Regions from separate parts of the Mus musculus genome. Here region 1 is linked to region 2. The links are chromatin contacts, called in public Hi-C maps. All regions are on one chromosome and are shown on one strand. The core of a region is the stretch at or near the end of the contact, and the rest is flanking DNA. Distances in the headings are between cores, read along the strand shown.

Evidence for each region. Hi-C and Micro-C count contacts between places; a contact is called where the count stands out from the background.
Region 1: a contact with region 2 is called in a Hi-C map of cerebral cortex, with 2.2 times the contacts expected there. The contact joins two enhancer-like sites. A contact is called at or near these places in 4 of 484 Hi-C or Micro-C datasets (cerebral cortex, embryonic stem cells and nephron progenitors) and 2 of 115 datasets of contacts at active chromatin or transcription factors (VIP interneurons and double positive thymocytes).

Annotation. Positions count from the first base shown.
Region 1 is chr6:135,826,090-135,832,851 of GRCm38.p6, forward strand. All of the region lies in intron 6 of Grin2b (glutamate receptor, ionotropic, NMDA2B (epsilon 2)), which reads right to left. Among named protein-coding and RNA genes, the nearest start is that of Gm14330, 23 kb to the right of the region's middle. Within about 2 kb of position 2,437, at least 17 of the 459 cell types and tissues checked have an H3K27ac peak or open chromatin away from gene starts, as enhancers often do. A contact at or near this core is called in cerebral cortex, where this site is marked.
Region 2 is chr6:135,497,114-135,503,440 of GRCm38.p6, forward strand. No RefSeq gene overlaps it. Among named protein-coding and RNA genes, the nearest start is that of Gm25136, 26 kb to the right of the region's middle. Within about 2 kb of position 3,083, at least 5 of the 459 cell types and tissues checked have an H3K27ac peak or open chromatin away from gene starts, as enhancers often do. A contact at or near this core is called in cerebral cortex, where this site is marked.

The DNA.
Region 1 (6,762 bases), core at 1,187-3,686, 330 kb after region 2:
GAAGACCAATTTAAAATCATAGTCTCAAATCCTTCCACAATTTTAAAATCAGAAATGTCATTTTATTCTCTAAATCCTTTTCATTTATTATCTATGACTTTGTGAAATTTTCACCACAAAATGCATTCGAAGAAAACACTTTATTTATTTATTTATTTATTTATTTATTTATTTATTTATTTATTTATTTATTTATTTATTTTTTGGTTTTTTGAGACAGGGTTTCTCTCTGTAGCCCTGACTGTCCTGGAACTCACTCTGTAGACCAGGCTGGCCATGTACTTAGAAATCTGCCTGCCTCTGCCTCCCAAGGGCTGGGATTAAAGGCGTGTGCCCGGCTACTTTTTTTTTTAAATCATAGTTTTCATGGGCCAGAAATCCAGGTGCAGCCTGGCTGGATCCGCAGGTTGGACGTTGTAACTAAACCCACAGTCAGATTTTTGGGCGGCTTGGAAAATGGCACCTGGCAGGCCCCAGATCCTTGTTGGCTGTTGGTCAGAGACCAGAGCTCTTCCTCATGTGAGAGAGCTTTTCTGCAACAGTATGGTGAGCTTTCTTCAGATCAAGGAATATGAGACGGAGAAAGAGTAATCCAAGAGAGGAGTTCATCGTACAAGTTCATCTCAAAAGCAGCAGCACACCATCTCTTCTGGCTTATCCCATGCCTGCTACTCTAAGCTCCGCCCCCATCTCTTCTGGCTTATCCCATGCCTGCATCTCTAAGCTCCGCCACCATCTCTTCTGGCTTATCCCATGCCTGCATCTCTAAGCTCCGCCCCCATCTCTTCTGGCTTATCCCATGCCTGCATCTCTAAGCTCCGCCCCCATCTCTTCTGGCTTATCCCATGCCTGTATCTCTAAGCTCCGCCCCCATCCCTTCTGGCTTATCCCATTCCTGCATCTCCAAGCTCCGCCCCCATCTCTTCTGGCTTAGCCCATGCCTGCATCTCTAAGCTACGCCCCCATCTCTTCTGGCTTATCCCATTCCTGCATCTCCAAGCTCCGCCCACACTTGGAAGCAGGCTGAGCTAGAACTTTGGTAAGAGCAGGGGCCATGTCCAGGGAGTATCTCATTGCAGCATGCTCCTCATAGTCTTCCCTGCCTCTTGACCTTCTTATCCCTTCTGCTAAGTGCACACAGTCCTTGAGAGAGAGAGAGTGAGCTGTCACATTCGCCTTGATTTTTCTCTTAGCCTCTGATGCAGGGGTCTCTATGACTGAGTCCTTCACCTATGTCTGCGGACTTAGACTAAAGCTGACTGCATGCTGACAGCACAGGGGGGTAAAGGCCAGACTCTCACAGACTGCAGAAAAGCCAGTCGGGATGGATTTGTCTGTGCTCTGAAATGTGGCTACATGATCCTTGTGGTTCTCTGAAGAACCAGTTCCACTCTGAGATGGAATGCTTCTAACTTCAGGAGTAGGATGTGGGAGAATCTAAAATGCCACTTTCCTGGAACAGAGAGAGACTAGGCCCTCCCCTCACATCCTTATTTAGAACTTGCACAAATATACAAGCAATTAATGCCATTACCTTCTTCCTTTCTATCTGGAGCGCTGAACTAACACACTCTCTCTCTCTCTCTCTCTCTCTCTCTCTCTCTCTCTCTCTCTCTCTCTCTCTCTCTCTCTCTCCCTTCCTCCCTTAATCGCTGTCAGTTTTTTTTTTTTCATTTTACATTTAAGATGTGACGGCATTTTCCTATTCTAAGGGGAGTGGGGTTTTTGTTTTTATTTATTTTTCTGTTGTTTGTCTGTTTGTTTTTAATTCTACACTTCTTTCTCTTACTCCCCACCAACATACCTTTTTGAGCCCTCCTTACTCTTGGTTGAAGCCTTCTCCTCTGGGCCCACTGGTACTTTTGGATCACTCCAAATCCTCTTGCAACGCTTTAAGGTGTTAAATGGTGGCATATTGTTTCTATATTTTGTTGCCTGAGAAATAGAGGGGCCTTCACCCAGTGTCTATTGTTTTCTAAGGTGAAATGGGAGACTTAGTGTATTACAGACTGAGGTGGTTCAGACTTCGAAGACATAGCACAGAAGTCTCAGTCGCCCTCTAGAGACCTCAAGATGAACTGCAGGGAGGCACCAAAAGGCCAGATAAACTGGGTACCCCTTAATCCCAGTGTGCCCTTTCCCAAGGCACACATTTTAGCTCTTAAACAAGGAATGGGTGCTTTCTGAAATCTTCTCTGTTCTTGGAGATGACTCTCCAGTGTCTCCAGGGGTGGAAATGGAGAACGTGTAGTGCAGCCAAAGGAGACTGCTCTCCTTAGCTCCAGAAGGGCGATAGTCCGCTGCTGCTGCTGCTCTCTCTGATATTTAGAAGATTCTGAAATCCAGAATTCTACAGAAATCTGAATCCTTAAGTGCTAGGAGCCAATTTAACCTTTAGATGTCCCATCTTTCCTATAGGACACACAGATCACATCTATGATCTAAAAACAGACAGAGAACTTCCTGTTTTATATCCATCTGCACCACGTCCCTGTGTAAGGTCACATTGGGATGCTACAGGGTCAAGTGAGGACAAGTAAAAAAGTGACATAATTGCCATAATTAACAGTCAGGAAAGAAAGCCAAAAGATGTCATGTTCGCTTATGACAGCAGATTAGAGAGGCAACTTACCATACATAGCTCGTAGTGAACAATGAACATTCATGCTTTGTTGGGAAACGCAAGCATAAATATTGAAATGGTTACAAAAATTCATCTCATTCTCTATGGGCTAGCCACAGCATAACAACAAAAGGAGATCAAATATTAACACCACATTGCTCCGTTCCATGGGTAGGAATGTGCCTGAAGTCTCGGCACAACAGCTTTATAAAATTTCAGCAGAGGGTCTATCGGCATAATTTTAAAAAATTAAATGTTTACTTGAAGTCAGTCATGGTTTAAACTTTCCCCAAATAATGTTTCACAATTGGTACACATACAAGTAGCAACTTTCTCTATGAATAATCGCATTTCCAGGAGGCCCTTTGAGGCTGGGACCATATGGCTCAGAGCCACCGCATCCTGGCTCACGGTTCCCAGAGCACTTGGTATTATATTCATTCATTTGCTCATGTGTTAGCTCCCTAGCCCCGCCCACCAGGAAATGAGCTCCCTGAAGCCAGGGAAGGGGTCAGTTTTGTTCAAAACTGCCCTCCCCTGGTCTCTGCCAATCCCTAGAAGAGTGCTTGGTGCATTCATCTTCTGTGGGCCACTTAGAGTCTCCTAGAGCCACTGGGACAGGTCTTAACTCTTTCCTGCTGGGCTGATGGCTTTCTTCTCTCCTTTATGAAAGGATAAAGATTTGGTCTTCTTTTAAAGCTTAATGGCTGGGAGATAAAATGAGAGTAGGGGACAGAAGCAGCGCAGCAGCTTAAGTATCTATTAAACAGATACTTCCCCCCGGGAAAAGAAATGTCTGTTATAAACCATCCCTGGGTTTTATAGGTTAAGCCTCGGATGACCGGACTTCATCTCTAGAGCTTCCTGGTAGAATCTGAGAGTTAGCACTCCCCAGAGGTTCCAGGGTGGAGCCAAAGCTCATGCCCAGTCACACTGTGGGAATGTTAATGTCTGTGGGCCACAAAACACTATGTACGTATCAGGTGTTGCTGTAACTCAGTCTCCCTCTTCGCCAACATTTCCTTTATATGCAACCCTGAATCTGGCTTTGTCTTTTATCATTAAACAATGTTCTCCTGTGGAAGGAATTCCTTTATGGTTATAAGCCGGTCTATCCACCGCAGATGGAAGAAGCCATAAAGGGGAGTCCTTTATGACCAACCACAAAGTTGTGGTTTATTACAATGAAACAGGATCCAAGTATATCAAAGAGCACAAGGACACGCTCTGAGGTTTCATAAATAGGTGTGCCTCCTTATGTGCTTCGGCTGCTATTGAAAGGCTACTGAGAGGCCACAGAATGCTTAGTCTAAACAGTATTTCCAATACTCCCGTGACTCTGTGTAGCCCTCGGACTGCTGGAGACTTGATCTGCCATGATCTTGCTACTCATTAGTATTTGAACTGTGAAAGTCCATGAGCAAAAAGTCATATCAAACCTAGGTCCTCAAAAATACTAGACAAGTGATCAATCCCTCAACTATATCCTGTTTCCCAGAAGTCATCTCAGAATGACAGGAGAAAGGATGCTCATTATCAATTTGGGGGTTTGTTTGTTTGTTTGTTTGTTTGTTTTGAGACAGGGTCTCAAGTAACCTATGTTGGCATGGAATGTGCTACATACCCAAGGATGACCTTGGACTGCTGATCTTCTGGCTTCTGCCTCTCAAATGTGGAGAATAGAGCCACATGTCCTCATGGTGGCTTGTTCAGTCATCATCAAGTACATGAACAATTTCATTTGCTGCTTCCTAGCTTTGGTCTTGGTTCAAGACCAAATTGAATTTGTTCTTAGTGTGTGTTTCTATGTGTATAAGGGGTCATTTTCTTCTTTTCTAGAATCTGATTCAGTTGTATCATTTGTTTAAACTGTGTTCAAATGCAATCATAGTGGACACATTTATGATAAACCTTGGTACATGACAGGTACTATATTAAGAATTTCCCATGAACTAAAACTCATTTGATGCTTACAGCAACAATTTAAAGGAAGGCACTGTTACTCTCCCCATTTGATAGATGAAGAAACTGAGGTACAAAAAAGATGGACCAGAGAGAGATCCCAGGGATATTGAGGGAGGTTGGTTGTAATTATCCTGGAATGTAGTCTGAGTGGAGAGAGGTGAGGGCTGGGAAAGGAAGGCAGAGCGGGCCAGCTTTGAATGTTGTGACCTGGACACTGCAGTGAGAAGCAGGGCCGGCCTAGTTCTAGTTGCTCTCATGTGTATGTGGTGTTCCTATGTGGGCCTGTGAGTCTGAGTGTGAAGGCCAGAGATGAAGCTTGGGGATACTCTTTCATGATTTCCCAGCTTAGCTTTTGATATTGGGTCTCCCATTAAACATGGCCCTTGCCAACTTGCCAACTTAGCTAGACTCTCTGGCCAAAGAGCTGTAGGGGTTCACCTGTCCCCACTGATCCACCTACCTACCTAGTGCTGGACACACACACAAAGATGCTAGGACCATCCTGTTTTGTGGGTTTCAGGCATCCAAATTCAGTTCCTTCTGATTTGTGCAACCAGCATAACATTTTTTGTGCACTGAGCCACCCACTGCAACGCTTTTGCAATGTAGGTGTACCAACTATACTGCTTAGAGTTTAAGCATTGAAATACTGTCCTCCTTAAAATGCCATATATATTAAAATTTTTCATATCATACTGTAAATATGAGCTATGTTATTTGCTTAAAGTGAAAGACAGATATCTAAATAGATAAATGATTATTGAAATTAAAAATTCCCATCCCTGTTAAATTAACTAATGTCGAGCATCTGAAGCCCACAGCTCAGGAAATACCGATATAGCAATGATGAATCACCACTGACTGCTGCTTCTTGGTTTCTTTCATCTCTATATTTTAACTTAACCAACCTGGTTTGATCGATAGTGTTTTATTTGAGACTTTTAAGCCCTTTCCCCTTAGCTGGTTGAGTTCATAAAATATTTGGTATATTGTGTTTCATATAAAAACAAAGCTGAATTTTAATGTCACTGTTTTATAGGTCAGCTATTTTTAATTATGTTGCATTCTCTCTTTTTTTCTGTACATCCAACAGATGCTTGATCAATGGGGCTGTGTGGTTCCAGGACCATGACCATAGTGGGGAACGGATTTTCAGTAGCATTTATTCAGAAGATGATGGTTTTCTAGAAATTCCCCTACATCAGGATGATGTGGACAGCTGTCCGATCTGTTTATGTAAGTAGCATGGCTTTTGTCATTCAAAGACACGTGCTTTCTGTCCTTTCCAGTTTGAACAGAATCAGGTGTGTGTGTGTGTGTGTGTGTGTGTGTGTGTGTGTGTGTGTGTGTGTGTAGGAACATTCATATCATAGGATACTTTTGGAGGTCAAAGAACAACTTGTAGGTATTGGTTCCTCTCCTTCCAACATGCAGGTCTTGGAGACTGAACTCAGGTCTGCAGATTTGGCAGCAAGCACTTCACCCACTGAGCCATTTTGGCATCCTAGCGTCATTTCCTAACACTTTGTTTTAAGAGTCTTAAGTGATGAGGCCCACACATTGTCACGGTGTAAACCATCCTCTGGTCTACATAGTTGGTTCCACTGACATTTCTAGACTTTGATGCTGCTAGCATCTTCTACCCTGTTACACGGATTAGTCAGATACTTGGCATGAAGGGACTAGGTGATAAACTGATCTCTGCCACTGAGCCTGCATCACTTTGATAGTGGGTTCATATACCCTAAAGTTCTCCATCAATGCAATTGCTAATCAAGTGCTGTATGCAAATACATTAGCTGAGTTAATGGGCATCTAACGCTCCTTAATCCTAGGCAAGGATGCTCCAGCCTTGTCCCCAGTTCCTTAGAGAAAATGGATTTTTTTTGAAAACTTTTCTATAAAGGGAATGCTGAGTTGGCTCAAATAGCTTCCAGAAATTCTACCTAAGAGGTTAGCTCCTCCTTTGCCAGCAAGAACCTTTTCCTATGGGATAGAGGAATAATGGAAAAGAAAGAACAGATTGTAGGGGAAGCCAAAGACCATGACCTCAGAAGATGTCCTATACCAAGCCCTGAGACTAGAAAATGGAAAAGGGTGTTCAGAGGAGGTCTGTTGGAAACCAGGACGTGATGCGCCTGGGAAGTTCAGCAGGAGGCTGGTCAGCTGGCCTC
Region 2 (6,327 bases), core at 1,833-4,332:
AATGTTCCCACTGGGTTCTCTCCTGAGCTTGGAAACATTAGCAGGAGAGAAAGAAACTGAAGCCAAGGTATCCCAAAGTGTGTATTACCTGGTGTATCGGCAACTGTCCTATTGATGGGCATCAGAGCATGGTGCCTCTATTGAAGAGATGCTGTGACCAAGGGAACTTATAAAAAGAAGGATTGAAGGCCCTGAAGGAACCCCACAGGAAGACCAACTGTGTCAACTGGACCCCTGGGAACTCTCAGAGACTGAGCCACAAACCAAAGAGCATCCACAGGCCAGACCGAGGCCCTAGGCACATAAGTAGCAGAGGGCTGCCTTGCCTGGCCTCAGTGGGAGAGGAAGTGCCTAATCCTGCAGACTTGATGCACCAGGGTAGAGGATACCCAAGGGGGCCCCACCCTCTCAGAGGTGAAATGGGAGGGAGAATGGTGGGGAACTCTGTGAGGGGGTCACTGGGATGGGACAGCATTTGGAATGTAAATAAATTAATAATAAAAAAAAGAACCACTGTAATAAAAACTGTGTGATTCAATTTCCTAGATTGACAGAAGGCTATTATTCCAAAAAGCTACTTTCCCTTAGTGGTTTACTAGAGGACAACTGATATTGAACCACTGAGGGTGTGGCCTGGGGAGGGAGCATTTAACTGACAGCCTGCTTACAGTTTCAGAGGGTGCATTCATAATCATCATGGTGGAAACATGGCAGGAGGGAGGCAGGCATAATAATGGAGTAGTGGTTGAGAACTCTAAAAACTCATATCTGTGGCAGGGAGAGAGAGAGAGAGAAAGAGGGAGCAGGGGATAGATTGGGAAGAGAGAGAGAGAGAGAAAGAGACAGGGAGAGGGAGAGAGGGAGAGAGAGGGAGAACAAGAGAGAGAGCAAGAGCGAGAGAGGGTGAGAGAGTGAGAGAAAAAGAGTGAGAGAGAGGAAGAGAGAGAGAGAGAGAGAGAGAGAGAGAGAGAGAGAGAGAGAGAGAGAGAGAACCACTAACCGGGGACCAAGCATTTGAACATATGAGCTTGTGGGGTCTATTCTCTTTGAGTCACCACACCTGAACTTTTTTGATTTTGGATTCTATTGCTTATTCTTCTAATCAGCCTCTCTCCTCTCACCCTCCTTGACCGCTCTCTCAAGTCAGAAAGAATCCTTTTCTGTTTCTTGCTGCTGAAAAAAAAAATCCCCAAATAACCACAGATGCTCCACTTTCCCTCTCAAATCACTTACTTCACTGCGAAGCCTTGGCCTCTTTAATCTTTCTCCTAATAAATTCCTTTGTATTGGAGATGACGGACATATCCCATCGCTAGGCCAAATGGCAGATCTCACAAGCCTTGGCTTCTTTTGGAGCCCGGGATGAGCTGTCAACTTTGCAGATTCTAGAAATTCTACAAACTTCAGTGGGATGGATGTTCGTGTCATGTGTTGAAGCCACACTATCCAAGCCACACCAAATCCAAGGTTTTGCTATCTTCCTGTCAGATGAGGCTATGGCAAGAAGTCTTCTCTCCGTAGAACATTCTCTGCAAGAACTCGATCCCGGGTCTTGGAGAGATGGATCAGACATTAAGAGCACGTGTTACCCTTGCAGAGGACGGGAGTTCAGTTCTGAGCACCCACTTGACAGCTCATAATCACTTATAAATCCAGTTCATGATCTGATGCCCTCTGCTGGCCTTTGCTGGTACCCTATCCCCCATATGCATGGATGCACATAGACAAGTACACATACATAAAAAGCCGGGCAGTGATGGTGCACACCTTTAGTCCCAGCACTTGGGAGGCAGAGGAAGGCAGATTTCTGAGCTGGAGGCCAGCCTGGTCTACAGAGTGAGTTCAAGGACAGTTAGGGCTATATAGAGAAAAATTTTAAATAAATAAATAAATAAATAAATAAATAAATAAATAAATAAACAAATAAATAAATAAATAAATAAATAAATAAATGAGCTACCCCCACAGGTACCCTACTCTCAAGATTCCAGCCTTTACAATAGTTCATAGAATCTTGTTCGTTAGTCTGATTTGACTTAGGTGCAACCCCGCTTATACAAGCACTAAGATCAGAACAGTTAAGACAGCAACAGGGCAGGAGAAGTGAGGTTTAGTTCTGATGTCTACCATCGAGGATCTTGATCTCACTGGGCAGAAGTTATATTTTGTTTTCTGTGACATGGATTTAATGCCTCCTTCACAGGGTAGATAAAGCCGCCGAGCTCATCCTTGTCAAGGGTCACATAAAACCTGGAAGATAATGAGACATGGCCTCTAGAGTTCCCTGTATGAATGTGCATGTCAAATGCTTGTGCTTAGGAGAACCAATTTTATGAATTCAAAGTAAGGACTGGGGATTTCATAATCCTTAGGCATGTGGGTTCTTGATCTAAGAGCCCAGCTTGTGACCAGCAGGCACAGAAAAAAAGAGCCAAGAGTCTAAAGACAATTGAAAGATGAAGAGCATGATGCTCAGATAAGAAAATAAGAGATGGAGGTAGAAAGGCTGGGAAAAGAGGGGAGGGATGCAGAGGAGAGAGGGAAGGAAAGTAGAGGAGAGAGAGGAGGAGGAGGAAAAGGAGAGAGAGAGGAGGAAATGGAGAGAGGGAAGTGGAACAATAGGAGAGGACAGAAGTAAGTGAGAAAAGAGAAGAAAGCACGAGACATAGAAGGTCATAGCAAGAGGGCATAGCATGGTGGTGCGTGACTGTAATCTCAGCACTCAAGAGATGCCTGCAGAAAGATTGGGAGGGTTCAAGGGTAGCCTGGACTACACAGACTCTGTCTGGAAAATAAACAGTAGATAATCAACCAACCAAACCTAAAACGACAATTCCCCCAAACAAAATATTCAGAGCCAGAGATAAGATGTGAATTTTTAATTTTTTCTGCCTCTGAACTGATAACTCCCGAGTTGTCCTGTGACCTAATGCCAAGGCCAAGGGAATGGAACTGTGGCTACGAAAATCAGAGCTAGCAGCCCACGGAGCTAAAATTTCTACAAGCTAGCAGAGGCTCTCATTAAACACACTTTAATTTCTGTGTGTTCTCTCCACTGTACCTTAAAATAAATGTATTCTTTATGATCTGGAGAGATGCCTTCTCTTCTAATTTGGAAGGAATATAAATGTTGGTAGGATGTCTCTGGAGACAGTTACTACCTATCGTCATTAGAGGAGAATGTAATGAGAGAGTAGGAGATTAACCAGTTAGTTGGGGAATCTACTAAAAAAAAGGGGGAGCTGGTACCTTAGGGCCTCATGTTGAAAATTGTTCCGGTGGAAAAAGGAGACATATTGAGCAGAAAAGGAATGCAAAGGAAAAGAGGATTACCAGAGGAAGTGCTAATCAAACACAACATATAATACTCTTATGGAGACGGCTCAGTGGGTTAAGCATAAGGTATAAGCATAGGAACATGAGGCTGGATTGCCAGCACCCACACAAGAGCCAGCCAGGCAGAACATTGCACATTTACAACCTCAGTGCTGGGAAGGAGGCAGCAGGTAGTATCTTGAGGAGGGGTGGATACAAGAATATCCCAAGGCCAGTCTAGCCGAGGTCACCAGCCTCAGGTTCAAGGAGAGTTCCTGACTCTCAAACTAATGTGAAGAAACAATTAAGGAGGATTCTAACCACCATAATTGCCTACTCTGGAAAGAGCACCCCTTGTTCTCACTCCCTCCCCCCATCATTCTCTCTGTCTTTCTCTCTGTCTCCCTTCTCTCTCCCTCTCCTCCCCTCTCCCTCCCCCTCCCCCTCTTTCTGTGTGCCTATTTTAAACAATATTGCTGCCATTTCTATTGATTTGTTTATTATTATTCACTCACATAGTACACTCATTTAAAGGTTTTTATTATTCCAAACTCAGCGTCTGGACCAGATTCAGAAATCCAAGAGTTAAACTGGCGGCAGCTGCATCTATGTTCCTCACATCTCTGAGCTGTGCAGGACACATCCCTAGATGATAACAGTGGTACTGAAGCCCATCCCCGAGCTGAAAACTGTCACCGGGCTCTTTCTCGGGTTCCCCTGCCTACAGAGCATGTTAGGTCTCTCCAGCGTAATGAAATGTCACCTTTTCATACTGTATAATCAAATAATTGCTTAAAGTAAAGCAGAGAATGTGAAAGGTGGCAGTGTTTATAACTTGGAGCGTAATTCATTGTGATGCTTAGACTCCTGTCTCCTGCTTGGTCGGAGATGTCACCTTGCAGGACGTGTAACCTTTCCCTACCCCACACTTCACCAGTTAACAGCAAACTTCCCTTTATCTGGAGCATCTGGAGATGGGTGCTTTGTATTTCCAGATTTTGGGTTAAATAGCTGTTGACACGTAATCTCATTTTCCAAAGGATGTAAAGTTCACCCTCTCTGGCTGGTGGTGATGCTTTCCGACCGTTCTGTTCCTGGTACCTTTCTCTGGGTTAACCCTTTTGAAGAGTGACTTATTTCCCCCAACTCAAACCCTCCATAGGCAATAGGATGACATCATCCCACGGTCCCGTTCACCCATGCTTACCTAACACTCGTGCCTTTCACCCGTGCTCTTGGCTTTGGCCCACAGTGGTTCTTCTTTCCACAGAGCCTGTGCTGCACATTCAATGTCATCTCTCAGTTTTTGGTACTCAGTCAATTCTCTTCTCTTTGTGGAGCTTCCCCCGTCTCTCCCCCATCCAATTCCAGTTTTGACTGACCCTCCTCATCTGAAATCCTACGTTGCTGATCTCTCCCTTTCTTAGGAAACAAACGACTTTCCTCTTTAAGCTGTGGCCACTAGCACTTATGACCATCATACCAACAAAGGAATTTTCTTGAATAGGTTATTCGTGCCAGTTCCCTAGGTCATACCACGTGCCCTGCACATAGTAGGCATGCATCCAACAAATAAACCCCAAAGCCCCAGTATTCTCATGAAAATGGGTCAGACCATGCTTTCCCTCTGTATCATAGAACACTGCGGTCGGGATCTCACAGTGCTTTTGATTTATTATGATCAGCATCAAACATCATTAGAAGGGCTGCAAATAAGTCTGGATAGCTGATTTTTTTTTCTGGTTTGAGCTTCTGAACAAAACCAAGAACAAGTGCATTTAGCAACCAGGGGGCTGACAGTTTCTAAAGGGAAAAATACAAGTGTTTGTCGGCCTCTCATAAAACACGGGAAACAGCACAGGGAATTAGAAGAAAATTAAATCCATCTAGACTTGAGATAATCTTGTCTAAGAGAGTCTAATTATTATGTTAGAGTGTCATCAACACTTTGTGTTAATGGCACCCACTTTCTCCCAGGATTAGGATTTTCGGAAACACAGCCATACCGGAAGACAATACTTTCTCAGTCCTGCCACTAGGCAGGAGCAAGGCAACTTCCCCCTCAATCACCAAAGCCACAACAGGGGACTGAAATTTTATTTGGTTCCCTGCCCCACAGCCTTCAGGGCATGGCATTTATTTCCCAGCCGGCATAGTCACTGCCTGAAACGCTATGCCTGTGGGCTGGCAAACACCCGTGTAGAGTGTAGATAAAACCAGTAAAGAGACCATCTGACAAACACGGGTGACAGGGCTATGTCTGTGATGCCAGGCCACACGGTAAGCAAGATCAGTTAAGGAACGGGGGAAGAAAGATAAAGTGGTGTGTGTGTGTGTGTGTGTGTGTGTGTGTGTGTGTGTGTGTGTGTGTGTGTGTGTGTAATCAGGTAGCAATTGGCCTGCTGCCAAGTAAGCTTACATAAACAAGTCAAGAAGTAGATGCCAGCAAAAGAAAAAAAAATATAGAAGACTAGCCCAGGCAGTCAGATACATATTCCTGAAATATGCACAAATAATAAGAACAAAGCAAGAAGGATTATCACCACTGAGCATTCTGGAACATTCTAGGATCCAAAACAAAAACACACAAACAAACAAACAACAACAACAAAAAAACAAAAGCAAAACCCCCCTTAGTCTTAGAAGAGATTGCTAGTCCGGCTCCATGAGAATTGGTATGCTTTCTTGCTCCAGTAAAGGCCAGTATGATGTCTCTGATTTAGAATATTATGAAAGGGTGTCCACTGTATCTGCTAGGGTGGCATGTGGAGGGGACTCTCCAGAGAGAACCATATCTCATCATAGGCATACACGGTTCTTTAGAAATGAACATCTCTGGGGAGTCAGACTGTTAGGGAAGTCTCTTTCCTGATGTACATGCCCACTCTCTTCTGATGCCGATGAGTTCACCTTCGATCCTTACCAAGTCCTGTCTGTCTTGACCTTTGACACTGATGCTGTCCCCCTTCTCCTGCTACAGTTGCTTTTGGTGTTCTGGTAGCAGATACTGGC